Linked DNA regions of Rattus norvegicus: all the other regions are linked to region 2. The links are chromatin contacts, called in public Hi-C maps. All regions are on one chromosome and are shown on one strand. The core of a region is the stretch at or near the end of the contact, and the rest is flanking DNA. Distances in the headings are between cores, read along the strand shown.

What was found. Hi-C and Micro-C count contacts between places; a contact is called where the count stands out from the background.
Region 1: a contact with region 2 is called in a Hi-C map of liver, with 4 times the contacts expected there. The contact joins the enhancer-like site here to the promoter of Ptprg in region 2. A contact is called at or near these places in 8 of 12 Hi-C or Micro-C datasets (the Rat2 cell line, frontal cortex, kidney and 4 more) and 1 of 1 datasets of contacts at active chromatin or transcription factors (oligodendrocytes).
Region 3: a Hi-C map of liver shows a contact between it and region 2, with 3 times the contacts expected there. The contact joins the enhancer-like site here to the promoter of Ptprg in region 2. A contact is called at or near these places in 5 of 12 Hi-C or Micro-C datasets (Schwann cells, kidney, liver and 1 more) and 1 of 1 datasets of contacts at active chromatin or transcription factors (oligodendrocytes).
Region 4: a contact with region 2 is called in a Hi-C map of kidney, with 2.0 times the contacts expected there. The contact joins the enhancer-like site here to the promoter of Ptprg in region 2. A contact is called at or near these places in 1 of 12 Hi-C or Micro-C datasets (kidney) and 1 of 1 datasets of contacts at active chromatin or transcription factors (oligodendrocytes).

The regions. Positions count from the first base shown.
Region 1 is chr15:15,725,254-15,728,644 of GRCr8, forward strand. The region is part of intron 2 of Ptprg (protein tyrosine phosphatase, receptor type, G); the gene reads right to left. Among named protein-coding and RNA genes, the nearest start is that of Ptprg, 260 kb to the right of the region's middle. Within about 2 kb of position 1,423, at least 14 of the 93 cell types and tissues checked have an H3K27ac peak or open chromatin away from gene starts, as enhancers often do. A contact at or near this core is called in liver, where this site is marked.
Region 2 is chr15:15,980,961-15,984,543 of GRCr8, forward strand. It overlaps Ptprg (protein tyrosine phosphatase, receptor type, G), which reads right to left and starts at 1,621. Exons shown (of 30, transcript NM_134356.2): 1 at 1,425-1,621. The coding sequence starts at 1,509.
Region 3 is chr15:15,819,876-15,823,313 of GRCr8, forward strand. The region is part of intron 1 of Ptprg (protein tyrosine phosphatase, receptor type, G); the gene reads right to left. Among named protein-coding and RNA genes, the nearest start is that of Ptprg, 160 kb to the right of the region's middle. Within about 2 kb of position 1,791, at least 3 of the 93 cell types and tissues checked have an H3K27ac peak or open chromatin away from gene starts, as enhancers often do. A contact at or near this core is called in liver, where this site is marked.
Region 4 is chr15:15,764,278-15,767,903 of GRCr8, forward strand. All of the region lies in intron 2 of Ptprg (protein tyrosine phosphatase, receptor type, G), which reads right to left. Among named protein-coding and RNA genes, the nearest start is that of Ptprg, 220 kb to the right of the region's middle. Within about 2 kb of position 2,199, at least 32 of the 93 cell types and tissues checked have an H3K27ac peak or open chromatin away from gene starts, as enhancers often do. A contact at or near this core is called in kidney, where this site is marked.

The DNA.
Region 1 (3,391 bases), core at 173-2,672, 260 kb before region 2:
GCCACATACCTATTCTTAGAGTTGAAACAACTCACTTCAGAATAGATCAGCCTTGTGGAGAGAAGCCGCAGGACAGAGTTACCTCCTCACTGTAATTTACAAAAGGACTCTCCTAGCTCTAGAATTAGAAACTATCACAGGCTGGGTGTGAGGCAAAATCCTCTAGAACTCAGGAAACTTTTGCCATTAAGAGATATCAGTCATAGTACTTACTGGCCGAGTCTATGCGAGGGAAGGCCTGCAACTCAGGTGCACATAAGGTGACAGCTGGGGCTACAATCGTCTAAGGCCCTCCACCCCATGGACGGGAGGATCCATCTGCAATGTGACTCATGCACATGTCGGGGAACTGCCAACAGCCTATTAGAAACACAGTGCTACATAGCCAACAACCTCAGCATACACTGGTTTGAAAACCACTGGTGTGGCAGACCCTAGCGCTTGGGAGGTAGAGGCATGGGAATAAGAAGTTCAACACCAATTTGGGCTACATGAAATCATTAGTGCCTAAAAAAAATTTTTTTAAAAATCAATCAATCATCAATCATTCGTCAATCAGTTGTCCACAGTCAATCAATCGACAAAGCACTGATGTTAATTGCCTCAACTCTTGAATATCTGCAAATTACAATAATAAAACACTAGAAAATTTGATTTTAAAGTGACAATATCTCAGCACTACTTTTCAAACTGCGTCCTCTAACTTTATGCTTTCAAATGGTGCCACCTAGCACACTCCCAGCCACACCAGGCACCCAGTCAGATTAGTCGGAATAAACAACAAACCCAGCCAACACGGTTTAATGATCCCACGTTTCCTGTTGCCGGACTGCAGGAATTTTAAACTTTGACTGCACTTTGAGTGGTAACATGGAGGATCTTACTTTGATCCCTGGATATAAACTGTGTCTCCTTCTACGTGAGTAAAAACAATCCCAGATCTGAAAGCGTGAACAAGTTCATATTGATCAAGCAACCTCTGCCTCTGCCAGACAGTTAATAACATGGGTAGTGCATGCTGGGTGTTTTCTGGTCTGCCTCTGCCGGCCAGTTTATTACGAGGGCGATGGTGCATGCTGGGTATTTTCTGGCCTCTCGACATTTGTATCCGTGCCTCTTTCTAAAGCAGTTAGATATTTTGCCTTCACATTTTCCCCAAATAGTATTGGTTTTTTTGTTCTTGTTTTTTAAGTGAACTATTCACTACTCACTCCCAGCCCACGGCAGTGAAGAGACTGAGTTACTCTTTTTGCAAAGAATCCCTCCCCCCTTTTAAAACCAAAAGGGATTTATTTTATTTTTCAATTATGCATGTATGTAGTGGTAGGGGGTAGGAAAGGAACACTTAAAGGCAGGTGCTTACGGAGGCCAGAGGAGCCAGGTCCCTTGGAACTGGTGTTATTGGCAATTATTAGCTGACCACGTGGGTGCTGGGACCCAAACTCAGGTCTTGTGCAATAGCAGTATGAACTACTAATCCCAGAGCCAGCTTTCCCGGCCCTCAGGAAACTTTTAAAGACAACGATAAAAGCTGTGTAAATGCTGTCTGAGCTGGAGTCCTCAGCTTTCCAAGAGGCTGGCCAGCTTCCTTCCTCTCCTCTAACCAACCTAGACCATCTTCTTGGCATGTCCAGCTGGCTGACGGTGAGGGATGCTTGTATTGTCCATGGACTCCATCTTACCACCATATGGGAGGTGGCCAGTTGCCAGGGCATCCTGACACAGGTGAGCAGAAGAGGGTGGCAGGCTCTGGAGCACACTGAGAAGTAACCTGTCATATAACTGATGGGTGCACAGACTCTTAAACAGATGGCATGGCATGGGGGCACAAAGACTGAGTCCTGCCTCTCGGTGTTATCAGGTTTCATACAAAGATATGCTTTGCAAAAAAAAATGATCCCTAAGATTACCTGAGGCTTTCCTTTCTGTCAGGTTTAAATATGACATGCACAGCCACGAGGGGGGGGGGGGAGCAAACCTTCAGCAAAGTATCACAACTAACATCATCATCAAAAGGTCTAAGCGACTCTCAGCAAAGAGACAAACCACCCAGATAGACAGAGCAGGAGACAGGCCCTGTTGTTTTAAACCAAGAAGTTGGCCAGGCAACTTAACCAAGCTGATGGGCACCAGGCTCAGTGAGAGACCCTGAAATCCCCAAAATTAAGGTAGAGAAGAATGAAGGAAGACACTTGGACTCGATCTCTGGCCTCCACATGTGCACACTCGCATGCACGAACAAACATAAACAAGCCTGCGTCTGCCACATACATGAGTGGAAATTAACCGATTAGTCATGAAAATCCAAGTATCAGGTTTGCTTTAAGCAACTCAGCTTGGAGAAGTCGGCAGAAATAGACCTAAAATCAAAGTCTCAATGGCTTAGGGAAAGTGGCTTCGGGCATACAATCTGGGCGAACTAGTTAGCAATCCCAGGCCTTGCATCCTTCCCGTGGATGTGTGCCTAGAATTTCTCCTAGGATCAGTTTTGGATTCTCACCTCGGTAGAGGGGAATGTCAGAAAGCAGCCACTTTGTGATGTTACTTACATCCTCACTGATATTAAGTTTATCATATGCTCTGCAATGTTACAGGCAGAACCCAGACTCGGGTCCACAGCACACGCCTTGCATCGGCCTGCACTGCACTACCGTTCTTCGCTTGCAACCCATTTTCCCATGAACACCTCCCCAAAGCCTGAATCATAGAGCATCTCTTTCCTCCACTCTCACCATTTCCCCTGTACTTCTAATTTCTAAAACAAGCCCTCGGAATTTATGAAATCCCCTGGGCCAGTGGTTCCTGTGAATTGCCCAGGTATGAAAAGCATTACACAAACCATCAGTCACCCTGAGAACCCAAAGGCACTAAGTGTGGCTGGCCATGGTTGCTAAAGAATGTTATCTATTTCCATCTTGTGCAAATTTAGGCGCAATTGTGGTTTCCTGTCCTAGGGTGTAGTCCAAAAGTAACTCCCCAGAAGTCTGCAAAAATAATACCGGGTGTTTGTTTGAGAGGAAGACTTGAAGAGTTTCCCACTCAGAGGGGAAATGGCGTGTCCTGGCTACAGAGTATCCAGCGAGTTCCGTGTTGCCAGAACCTGCACAATGTTGGTTTAAGCATTGTTTTGTTCACAAGTAAGGCAGGGGCCCGCTGTGGTATGAGGCAGGTTTTGTTCCTTCTCATGCTACAGGGCCTGCCTGTCAGGAGACCGATTCTGTTTTGTTACCTATAAAATGAGAATGACTACATCGTCTGTGTCTTTGTAAAATTGATTGTATTGTCGATGGAAAACACCTCTCATTTCAAAAGGGCATTAAGAGAGTTTCTTCTGGAGCAGAATGTGGTACATTGTGCCTATGGTCCAGGAACAGACTCAGGCCAGTTACAC
Region 2 (3,583 bases), core at 371-2,870:
GGTCCTCGAGCTTGGCTCCTGGGTACACGACAGGGTTGGGGGTACCCGCTGCACCAAAACTCTGCGCTCTGGTTGCCAGAACACAAGCTATTAACCAAGGAAAACGGAAACAGTGTGGCACGTTTCTTTTTTTCTTGATTAGAATAACCGCCGCCTCCAATATTCCAGAACAGGCAGATGAGAAAGCAGAAAAACCGGGTGTCCTGTCCTTAGGAGATCGAGGAAAGAAAAGCAAATCGCGCCCTCTCCCACCTCTTTCCCTGAGCCAGGAGAGAGGACGTGGCCTTCACCCACTGAGAAGGAGCTGGACAGCTTAAGCGAGGCTTGAGCTGCAACCCTCCGACTCTGCAAGAGAAGAGGAAGGCGGCTGGCCTATGCCCTCACGAAGTGGGGAGGGTGTGGGCTGAAGGCTGGAAGTGGAGGGTGGCCGAGCTGCACACCGCTACGTGCAATGATTTAGGATTGTCGAGTGGCCAATATTGTTCCAGCCTTAACCTGGCTAGAAAATGAGCGGGTCTGGGTCTGGGTCTGGCATGCACACTCAGCCTGCAAAAGGGCAAAGATGAAGGGAGGGAGGGCGCGCCAGACAGAAAAAAAAAAATCTGCCCGGACGCCAGAAGCTACCCAGCTGTCGACCCGCGCTCTGCACTTGGACCCAGGCAGCCCAGCCCAGAAGAGTGATACAGAAAGGGGCCTCGAGCCCAGTGAGTCAGGGATCTAGCCAAAAACTCCCTGCTCCCTGCCCTCCCGAGTCTCCCAGGCCCCTCGCGTCCTGGGGGCTGCCTCCCGTTTGCACTGAGGCGTAGCCTGCACCTCAGCCCGGAGCAAGGCTGTTTCAAACGAGGCGGCCCCGGCGACTAGAACGCCACGCCGGCTGCTCCCCACATCCTAACTGCTCTGCAGCCAGCCTCCGCCTTCCATCCCCAAACATCTCCTTCCCCCCTACAAAGGGTCGGAGGGATGCAAAGTGAGCCACGGTTATGAGCTCCTTCTATCCCCGCAGAAGCAACGGGAGCACCCCCAGATTACTCAAACCAACAGAGCATCCTTCCCACAGCCAATCTCCCCAGACATCCTGCAACTCTAGCCCTCCGGATCAGCTCTGTATCAGCAAAGCAAGTCGCCTCCCCCCTTCCGCCCTCCCCGACTCCAGATGCTTCAAGCTTCCCAAGCCACAGTCAGAGCACATCTGAGTCCCCGATCCTCCTTTCCAGCCCGCCACTGCTTCTGCCCTCTCAGACCATCAGCCTCCTAGAACATTGCCGGAGCCAATGAAGCAGAGCTCTCTTTCCTCCTCCGTAGCCCGGCCCCCCTTCACCCTCTCCGCGGTCCCTAGACTGGCGCCCAAGCTCCGCGCCCCGGCGACAACTCCGCATACCCCGCGCGCGGGCTGGAGCCGCGTCCCATCGGCGGCCCGCACTTACCCGGGAAGCACACCACATAATGGAGCACAGAACTGGTGATTTTCAGGAACAAAATCCACCAACACGGTTCCAGTAACCTCCGCATGTCCGAAAACGCACATCGAAAAGAGAAAGGCAGGGGGGGTAAACTTGTTGAATAAGTTCTTGCTTCCGAGCGAGGCTCCGCTAAGCCTGGAGGCTTTCTCGGCTCGCCCGCCACACGGCCCCCAACACACACTCGGCGACTGGTCCCGCAGGAATCCGGGAAGCTGCCAGAGCTCCCGGAAAAACCTCAAAAAGTGACCGGGAATGCAAAGCTACGCTAGGGACGATCCTCTCGGAGGAGAAGGGCTCCTCTTCGCTCAGAGACGATCCAGCCGATAGGGCAGGGCGAAGAGGAGGCGCACGGCGGCACTGCCCGGGGCCGGGAGCAGGCAGGGACCGCGGGTGGCGGCGGCTAGGAGCGGAAGAGCCCCAAGTTGAGTCGGCAGCGCAGCGCAGCCCAAGAACCGGCGGGCGACGGAGGGGCTGTGTGCGGCGCGGCGGCTCCGGGCTTCAGGCGGGCAGCTCCTTCCAGGGCCCCGGCAAGGAAGGAGGCATGTCTGCGAGCGGGGAAAGGGAGGGAAGCGGCGGGGCGGAGCGCAGAGCCCCCCAGAACAGAAACGGCCAGTGGAGAGCAGGGAAACACAAAGGATCTCAGAGGGGCGCCGGGGCGAGGGCGCCTTCAGTCCATGCTCCCGAAAGTTGTGGCTCCGGCGCAGGCTGGGGAGGAACCGAGAGCGCGGGGCTGGAAACTGGCCATGCCTCCATACAGGAAGTAACATGTGAGCATGGATCCTGGCAGAGACTTTAAAGCCGGCGAGCGGGCGAGCGAGCGAGCGATCTGGGGGCGCGCGGCGGCGGGGGCGCGCGAGCACGGGCGCGCGGTGATGCGCATCCCCGAGCTGCCGCCGGCGGGGGCGCGCGTTGCACTCTCTTAAAGCGGCCGCGCAGGGCTCCCACTTCCAAGGACTTGCACTACTCTCCTCTCCAGGCGTGCCTAGGGCTATGGGTGTACGTTTAGAGGAGCTGGTAACCCAGGCTCCGTCTAGGACAGAGAAGAGAACCTCAGCCTTGTTCGGTCTGCGTGGCTTTGCTCCATTTTTGAGTTCTTAAAGGCGAAGCGTTTTGCTTGGATTCGGAGAGATCCCTGGCCTGGTTCATGAATCCCGGACTTGGGGAAGGGGAAAGGGTGGCCCGGTTGAAATTGGGAGAGAGGCGGGACCAGCAGCTATCTTTTTCATGGACTGGGGACTTCCGTGTGGCCTCACCACCTTGACGGTGCCTCGGCGGGGTGTACCTCCGGCGTCCCTCTCCTGCTGCATTCCGGGACTAAGAGACAAAGCCCAGCGGCCTTTGCACTCAGGTTTCATTAGATTTGATTTTTTTTTCTTCCTCCTTTCCGAGCTTCCATTGACAGAGTTTACTGCTGGGAGATGAGGCAAGGGATCGGGGGTTGATCCCAGGCTAGCAAAATCCAGCCCCAGTCCCACACCCGCTTTCCCTAAACCACGAAAGTCTGTCACGGAGTTCTCCCAACTCTCGGTTTCAGGGAGAAGGTGGCTGCACCTTGGCCTGGTTAGGCAGAGGGCGAATGAAGTGCGCCTCTCACCCGGGGCAAGAGAAAGCAGCACCCCGGGGCAGGACTGGTTTCCCGGCAGCTGCTCTAGGAGATGCGGCTTAAGTAAGCTACAGGGAGAGGCATCCGGGGGAAATGCAAGGACTAGGCTTATCTGTAATGAGTTTTGTCCCTTGGCTCTCACTGAGATCTTTATCGCTTGGGCTTCTCCGCAACCTATTTTTTCCTCCTACGTTGGTGCTAAAAGTGAGGCAGGCAGGTTTTTTTTTTTCATCAAGTTTGTAATTGAGCCAACGTAATTAGCCATTTGTAATTCTTTTCATAGTTTTCCTGCCTCTCTTTGAAAACGATATGGACATGTTTTTAAAGTGCCCCCTTGTCGTTTCATCCCACCGCGGCACTGTCCCACACCCACTAAAGCAGCCCAACCGGATGTTCTTTCGGTTTTCAAATAATACACAGATGTTCTGAGAGCCTGCGGCATGGTGTGATTAGGAAAGCAGTTTCGCACCCACAATTCCAAAGGAAAAACCTCTGAAAAGTTACGTTTGGGGTGCAAAAC
Region 3 (3,438 bases), core at 541-3,040, 160 kb before region 2:
TTCAAAGCCCGTCCCTCCTCTCCTCTCTATCTGATGCAAATTTCCTCCGGAGATGAGCCTACACCTGAACGCACAGATGCATAAGGAGACAAATATCGCAGGTGCCCAGATCCCAAAACAATACCCGACCGCACACCTACATTAATATTCAAACGCACCCAAACAAAATCAAGTCTGCTTTCAGGAAGAAAATAAAACGGTTAGGAGAAACGTATGTTGGCTTTGAAATGAGAAGAGCAATGGGAACTACCATATATTTTCTCTTCTGATTAGCCAGCATCGAGGGCGCCAGGGCATTAGCTGTGATGAGAGTGTGTCGGTCAATGAAAAAAAAGAAAAAGAAAAACACTTCAACTGCAAAGACGACCTTAAGACTTGCAACCGGGGCTGGAACACAGATGAGCCCTTAGAGGAAATGTGAACACGAGAAACTCCAAATGCAAATGGAAAAACCTGCTATCCCTTCTACGTGTTTAGTAGTCCCGAATGACAAGGTAAAAAAAAATCTAAGACGTTGCTCACTGTTATGTGCAAGGAAAATGTGGCCACCCACCATCCATCCGTCTGTAGATGAGGCACTAGGAACACCAGTGAGTACCTACATCAAAGGAAAGCATCACTCATGCTTCCCTCCCCTAAACCACACTAAACATTCAGTTCTTTTTTTGTGCATATGATAAATATTTTAATGTGTATCTGTCTACTGTGTTTCCCACAATGCCCCAAAGCCATTCCTCTTTGGACAGAGTATAGCAGCGTGAGCAGTGACAGTTCCGTTGGGGTTTGCGGGGTCACCTCCATTTCCCCGTGTGTAAAATAGGAGCAGCAGAGGATATTTCCAAAGGTCCCAGGACATGGGCGAGCAGAGAGCCTAACTCAGTCCCAAGCCCAACAGTCCAAATGATTCGGGGACTTACTCTTAACTAAGCTCCTGCTTGATGTGGGAGAACCTGCAGGACGTTAACTGTTTCGAACGTAACAAATCGGCGTACTGCCTCTGCTCTAGCCCACTAAGATGGTTTTGTCTGTATTTGTTGAAAGAAGAGCTCTCGTGTAGCCCAGGGTGGCCTCGAACTTTGGTGTCCTTGATGCCATGTCCCAGTTTGGGATCACAAACATGAACTTCAACACACCCAGCTTATTAGGTAAGGACAAATAAACCCTGTGCATTGTGGGCAAGTTCTCTACTGACATGAGCTACATTCTCTGGCCCGTGCCCAGTTGATTTCTAGATCTTTCCCTCCTTTCTCTGGGAATGACGTCTGAGCTCCCTAGAGGATGGATTCTCAGGACTTGGTCTGGGTGTTGGCTCATAGCCTGGTTTTTATTTTCTTCTGCTCCAGTCAACTCTACTAAATCTAAATTTGAACTGCTCTAGAGAGGATCTCCCTCAGCACCATCAGAACAGGGATTTGCTCCACGCACGGTCACCATTTCAATAGCAACCATAATCCATTCTATCTATCAATCGATCTATCATGGATTGAACGGCTACCCAGGCACCTCTACCTCGGCCCGCACGTGGGCTGGCCCTTTCTTTCCTTAAGCCGTTGAATCCCCGAGCCACGGCATCCAGAAAACCTCTGTGATGAAATCAAACGCAAGGGTATCAGGCAATCAGTCTTCTTTGCTTGTGGGCGTGCTAGACATAAGCCCCTGAAGATACTGGGCTATGATCCCCAAAACAAAGGGTTAGGTGGGGATCAAGTATGGGATCAGCAGAAGCTAGAATGACAACAGAACCTGGAGTCGAGCCAGGAGACAAACCATAGAAATCGATTCTTGGGATAGCATTAAGCCCACAGGCCAGAGTCAACTAGAAGCCAGCCTGATCTGAACCTGTAGAGGTGGAGAGTTGCGATGAACTGATTAGAAGACAAAACTGTCGCCTGTCATTTAAGTAAATGGCCGTGCGATGACAATTGACGGTATACTTTAAATCAGAAGTCATCCATCCGATATTCTACATATCAGATATCTACATTACAATTCACAACGGCAGCAAAATTATAGTCATGCAGTAGCAATGAAAACAACTTTATAGTCAGGGTTCACCACACCATGAAGAACTGGATTACAGGGTAGCAGCATTAGGAAGGTTGAGAACCACTGCTTTAAACAGTCGCTTCAACTTCTGATCATCAATTTATGTATCTATAAACGGCCTCTTGTGAGAAAAGAAGTATGATTATCAACAATGGGGTGAATTTTTTTTTTAAAAAAATAGAATTCACAAATAAATGACATAAACTTTCCTGGATTCTGTGCCTTGAAATTCACATCGAACTGTTTGGAAGCAGGACCCAAATGATAATTTTAAATGTCTTAGATTTTTGTTCGATGTTCTTCGGTTTGAGGAGGGGGTGCAGCCAAAGGTCACCCTCTGCCTCCCCTGAGTTACACCACTGCTAATACCGGAAAGCACAAACACTAAAACACAGCAGGACAGACGGGCTTGAAAACACAACAGGCTGGCCTTTGGGGAAGCAACTCCAAATGACCAGGGGAGCAAAGCACTCTATCACCAGGCACCACACCCTTCCCAACTATATTCCTTTTCCTTTTGATTGTGTCCATCTGCTATGTAGGATTCCCTAGCCCACCCCCAGATAACCGTGGAATTGTGTATCGATGGCACCTAAAAGAAAATGATTTAAAGCCCTCCAATCATTCAAAGAGAAGGTGATTTTTAAACGTATTTTTAAAACTATTCGAATAGCAGTCAATACACACACACACTATATATATATATGTATATGTATATATATATGGCAACTAAATATTTTATCGAAGGAACAGAGGTTTGCAAACGGTAACAATCTGTGGTTCCCAAGTACAGCTACAGAGTCAGCACGCCAAACTCAATCAATTTTAATACTCTGTCCTCTCCAGAGCTCCGACAGCCAAGCAAGCAGCATGGTACTGCTCTGGTTTGGCTCTGAATCATCCTATTGATTTTCAATATCTTCTGTGCAGAAAATTAAATTATGCAAATGCATGCCTTTACGGATCCTTACCTTAATGTGAAATTGCATACTTGCTTATGTCAGCAACTTAATTACACAATTAAAAATGGAGCGTGCTTATGAAAATGCGTGGTTTCACTCTTCGGAACAGACAATAAGTGTAAATCTGCCTATGGTTATCATTTGAGTAACAGGAAGGAGGAGAAGGTGTTATGCAAACGTAAACTCTGGCAAGTTCTACAACCTAGCCTCTGTGGTTTATGGGTCTGGAGTTCCTTGTCAGTTGAAAGCGTATGAAGGCTTTTTGTTGTGTTATACATAATCTTCCAAATTGCTGGAACAGTTGTACACAACACTGCAAAGCCCAGTAGTATACACGGATATACACACGTTTATGAAAGAGGTCAACTCTAATGTCATTGTAAGCAACAAAGACATATCCCCCATTGGCTGGCAAACCTGGGTAGGAAGA
Region 4 (3,626 bases), core at 949-3,448, 220 kb before region 2:
TTCCAGAAATCAAAGACCAACAGGAAAAACAAATTCAGTCAATGCTGAGAAATGAACTAAACAGTTCTGTAAACAGGGCGTAAAAATGACTAGTTAAGAATGTAGGGACAGAGGCCCAATGTCCTTAGCCAGTAGAGAAATGTAAATCTAAGCTACATGGTGACTGCCCGTCACCTGCCAGAATGGCTACCATCAAGCAAACAGGTGGCAAACGCTAGCTACTAAGAATGTGGGTGGTGGGGTTGGGGATTTAGCTCAGTGGTAGAGGGCTTGCCTAGCAAGCTCAAGGCCCTGGGTTTGGTCCCCAGCTCCCAAAAAAAAAATGTGGGTGGAGAAGAACGCTTTTGTACTATAGATAGGAATGTCATTTAGCCCAACGCACAAAGCCAGCAAGCCCAGGTGAATAGACACTGCCACTAGGAAAATCAATATGGAGGCCTCAAAAACTATCATGTGCCTGAGTTACATCGTAAGTACATATCCCAAGGAACCCAAGTTAGCATCCTACACATTCACACACTCGTGTTCATTCAACAATGCTGAAGCTGTGGAATCAGCCTTCATCCACAGATGAAGGGACAAAAGGCGGAAGATGCTGCACTCTGATTTTGCTACGAAGAAGCAAACAAAGGGTAGAACTAGAAATGACTGTGCAAGGGGGAGTGAGTAAGACTCAGAAAAAGAGTGATATGTTTTTCTCATGTGACCTAGAATTCTTTGGGGTATGTGCGCGTGTGCATCCACACCTGTGGGTACACACACTCGAGAGCGTGCGTACCTGTAAAGGACAGAGGCATCAGATCCCTCTGGAGCTCCAGTTGTGAGCTACCCAACGTGCGTGATAGAAATTAAACGTGAGTCCTCGGTAAGCCCACTATGTGCCTCTAACCACAGGGCCATCTCTGTGTGAGTGGCTTAGTGAATTCATCTAGTGTGGTGTCACCACTAGCACACAGTCTACCGAAAACGGGGGGTAAAAAAGACAGGAAGAAAGACACAAAAGTAGATGGAGGAAAAGCTGGGACTAGAAGATGAAATGACGGGTGACTATGACCTCACTCTGTGATACACTAGAGAAAATATAATGCAACTCACTATTTCATACAATTAATACACGCTGACACAAGGGTTCATTACTTAATGCTCTTATAATTCTAATCTACATGTTTCTATCCACCAACACATAAATAACTATTATGCGTTTACTTCCTATGGCTAGTTCTTCATAGCCAACGTCCTTACATCCATTTCCCAGAATTTAACAGGACCAGAAATCAAATTAATTCAAATCTCACTCTGAGGAGCATGGCTCACCCCATCTCATCACTTTCCGTGGTCTGTTTGCTGGCCCCATCACGTAGGCTCAGCACAGAAAGCCAGTTCATGGAATGGGGTGCCTTCCCGATGGTACGGCCAAACGCCATGGCAGTCAGGTCTACTGAGGAGGAAATGCAATTACTTAATGTTGGCACTGTGTGGTGACATCACTGCACAGTCCTTCTGGAACTTCCTACTACCCTTGGGACAAAAAGTGAGACCATGGTGACTTCACATAGGCAGAAGGCGAGCTGACCCTGTACCCTTCCATTCTTTCTTCCTACGGAAATTTCTGTGGATTCTCTGTTCCCTGTTCTGCAGACAAACACGTAAAGTGTGGGAAAGTAAAGTCACTGTTTAAGGTCAGGAGTAAGAGTTAGGAAAAACAGATGTGAAGGCAGCATGTCCAGGAATAAAGATACATATGAAAAAAGATATTTGTAAAGGGTCCTACACCCTCAGTTTCCACCCACCAGGACACAGAGAGTCTACACTTGAAAGCACTTGGAGTCAGAGGCACCATTAGGAGTGAACCCAAGTTTTAAAGCCTTTTTCACTGGCAGACGTGAATGGCATTGGTTTTAAGAATAACCTTCACTGGGGATCCCTTGCCAACTTCTATGTGGGAGAGCTGGAAAAAAGAGGGCTGTGATTCAATATTATCTAGGCCAGGGAATCTGTGCCCAAGGAACTATACGTTCCAAAGACTTTAGGCTCAACTTGAAACCTTTATGTTTTGTAACAAAGATGGTATGTCCTATATAATTCAATCTGTCCCAATATCACATTATGGAATTTAAATGTCTCAGTCAAATTGATTCCTGTCTGAGAACGTTCTGATGAGGTTGCTAACCTACTTAGGATTTCCAAACTGAACAAAGTGACCACCTGCATAAGAATTAGCAGGTAGGGGCCGGGAAGACAGCTTGGTCTATAAATGGCTGGCTGTGCCAACGTACGGATGGGAGTTTGGAACTCAGAATCCATGTAAATAAAAAAGCTGGGCACGGCAGCATGTGCTTGTAATTTTAGCACTGGAGACGTGGGTAGTAATGGGTCCCCGATGTGTGTGGAGCCATGAGGGGTGGGGGGTTCACAGGCCAGGCTGCTTAGGCAACTCTGGAGTCCCAGCCTTATCAAGTCCCAGTACATGTCTAGGATGTGTAAGGATCAGAAAGGGCCTAAACATGTCACCTCCTTGTGACAGTAGCCACAGACCTCTATGACACTGACCTTACCCGGCACATGAAGCTTTGCTGTCCCTATAGTCATTTCTCCATGCACCAGAAAACAAGACCCTAGTGACCAGCAATGACAATGTGCCCCACCTCCCCCAGCCTCCCTGTCTCCCTGGCCTCTGTCTCTGGAAACCAACCGAGTAGAATATACTTGTAACTTCCACGAGATAAAAATCCCCACTGTGCAAAGCCGTGGCCTGTGAGTACGAGGCTGCCTCAGAATTTGATTACATCTACTCGGAGCCTGATCCAAGGGAAGCCACGCTGGACATTTTGAGACTCTTGGCGTCTGCAGACTGCCCCGTTTGTATAAGGCTATCAGGACTCTGCCTGGATAGGATTCCACAACTGCAGGGAGCACATTCTGAGGCAAGCAGCCTGCCCTTCAATAATCTGATAAACAGGCGTTAGCTGCAGCCCTAGGAGCCCTGGATGCTGGGGCCCGGAAGCCTTTGTTGATCCAGATGTGGGAGCTCAGGCCTCATCTTGCACAGTCACTCTGAGCTTCCCTGGGGGATGGAAGAAAAGAAAGGGCTCAGGTCATAAAGAACGCTACGAACAGTTTCAAAACAGTTCAAAGTCTGAAAAGGGAAGCGTCATTTGGAGAAGACTGACAGTCACACAGGACAACACTTCTGCCTGGAGTCGAAAGTGTTTATAGAGCTACACACAGATATACACGTGTATATTATTTTATCTCCAGGCAGACTTCTAACAGGTCAACGACGTGAAGCCATGAATAAACAGATAAATAAAAAGATGTACAATTATAAAATCCAGTTCGGTGGAGTCAGAACTGAACGAGATTTATCACATAGAAGTCAACACGCTTTAAAAAAAAAAATCTGGTAAGATGAAAGCAGACGGAGACGGAGGTCAAAAACAAGATGTGGTTTCTTAGGGTTAAATCCAAGCTTTCATGCTGTCCATGGCAACCATATACCATGTCCCCAAGGCCCATTATAGCACATTGGAAGTGTGACAAAAAGTGTCAACTAAACTCGGTCTGCTTCTGAGCTGGAGGTAACGTTAAACATTCCGGCTGCTCAGCCCAGGGATTCTCAGCGGAAG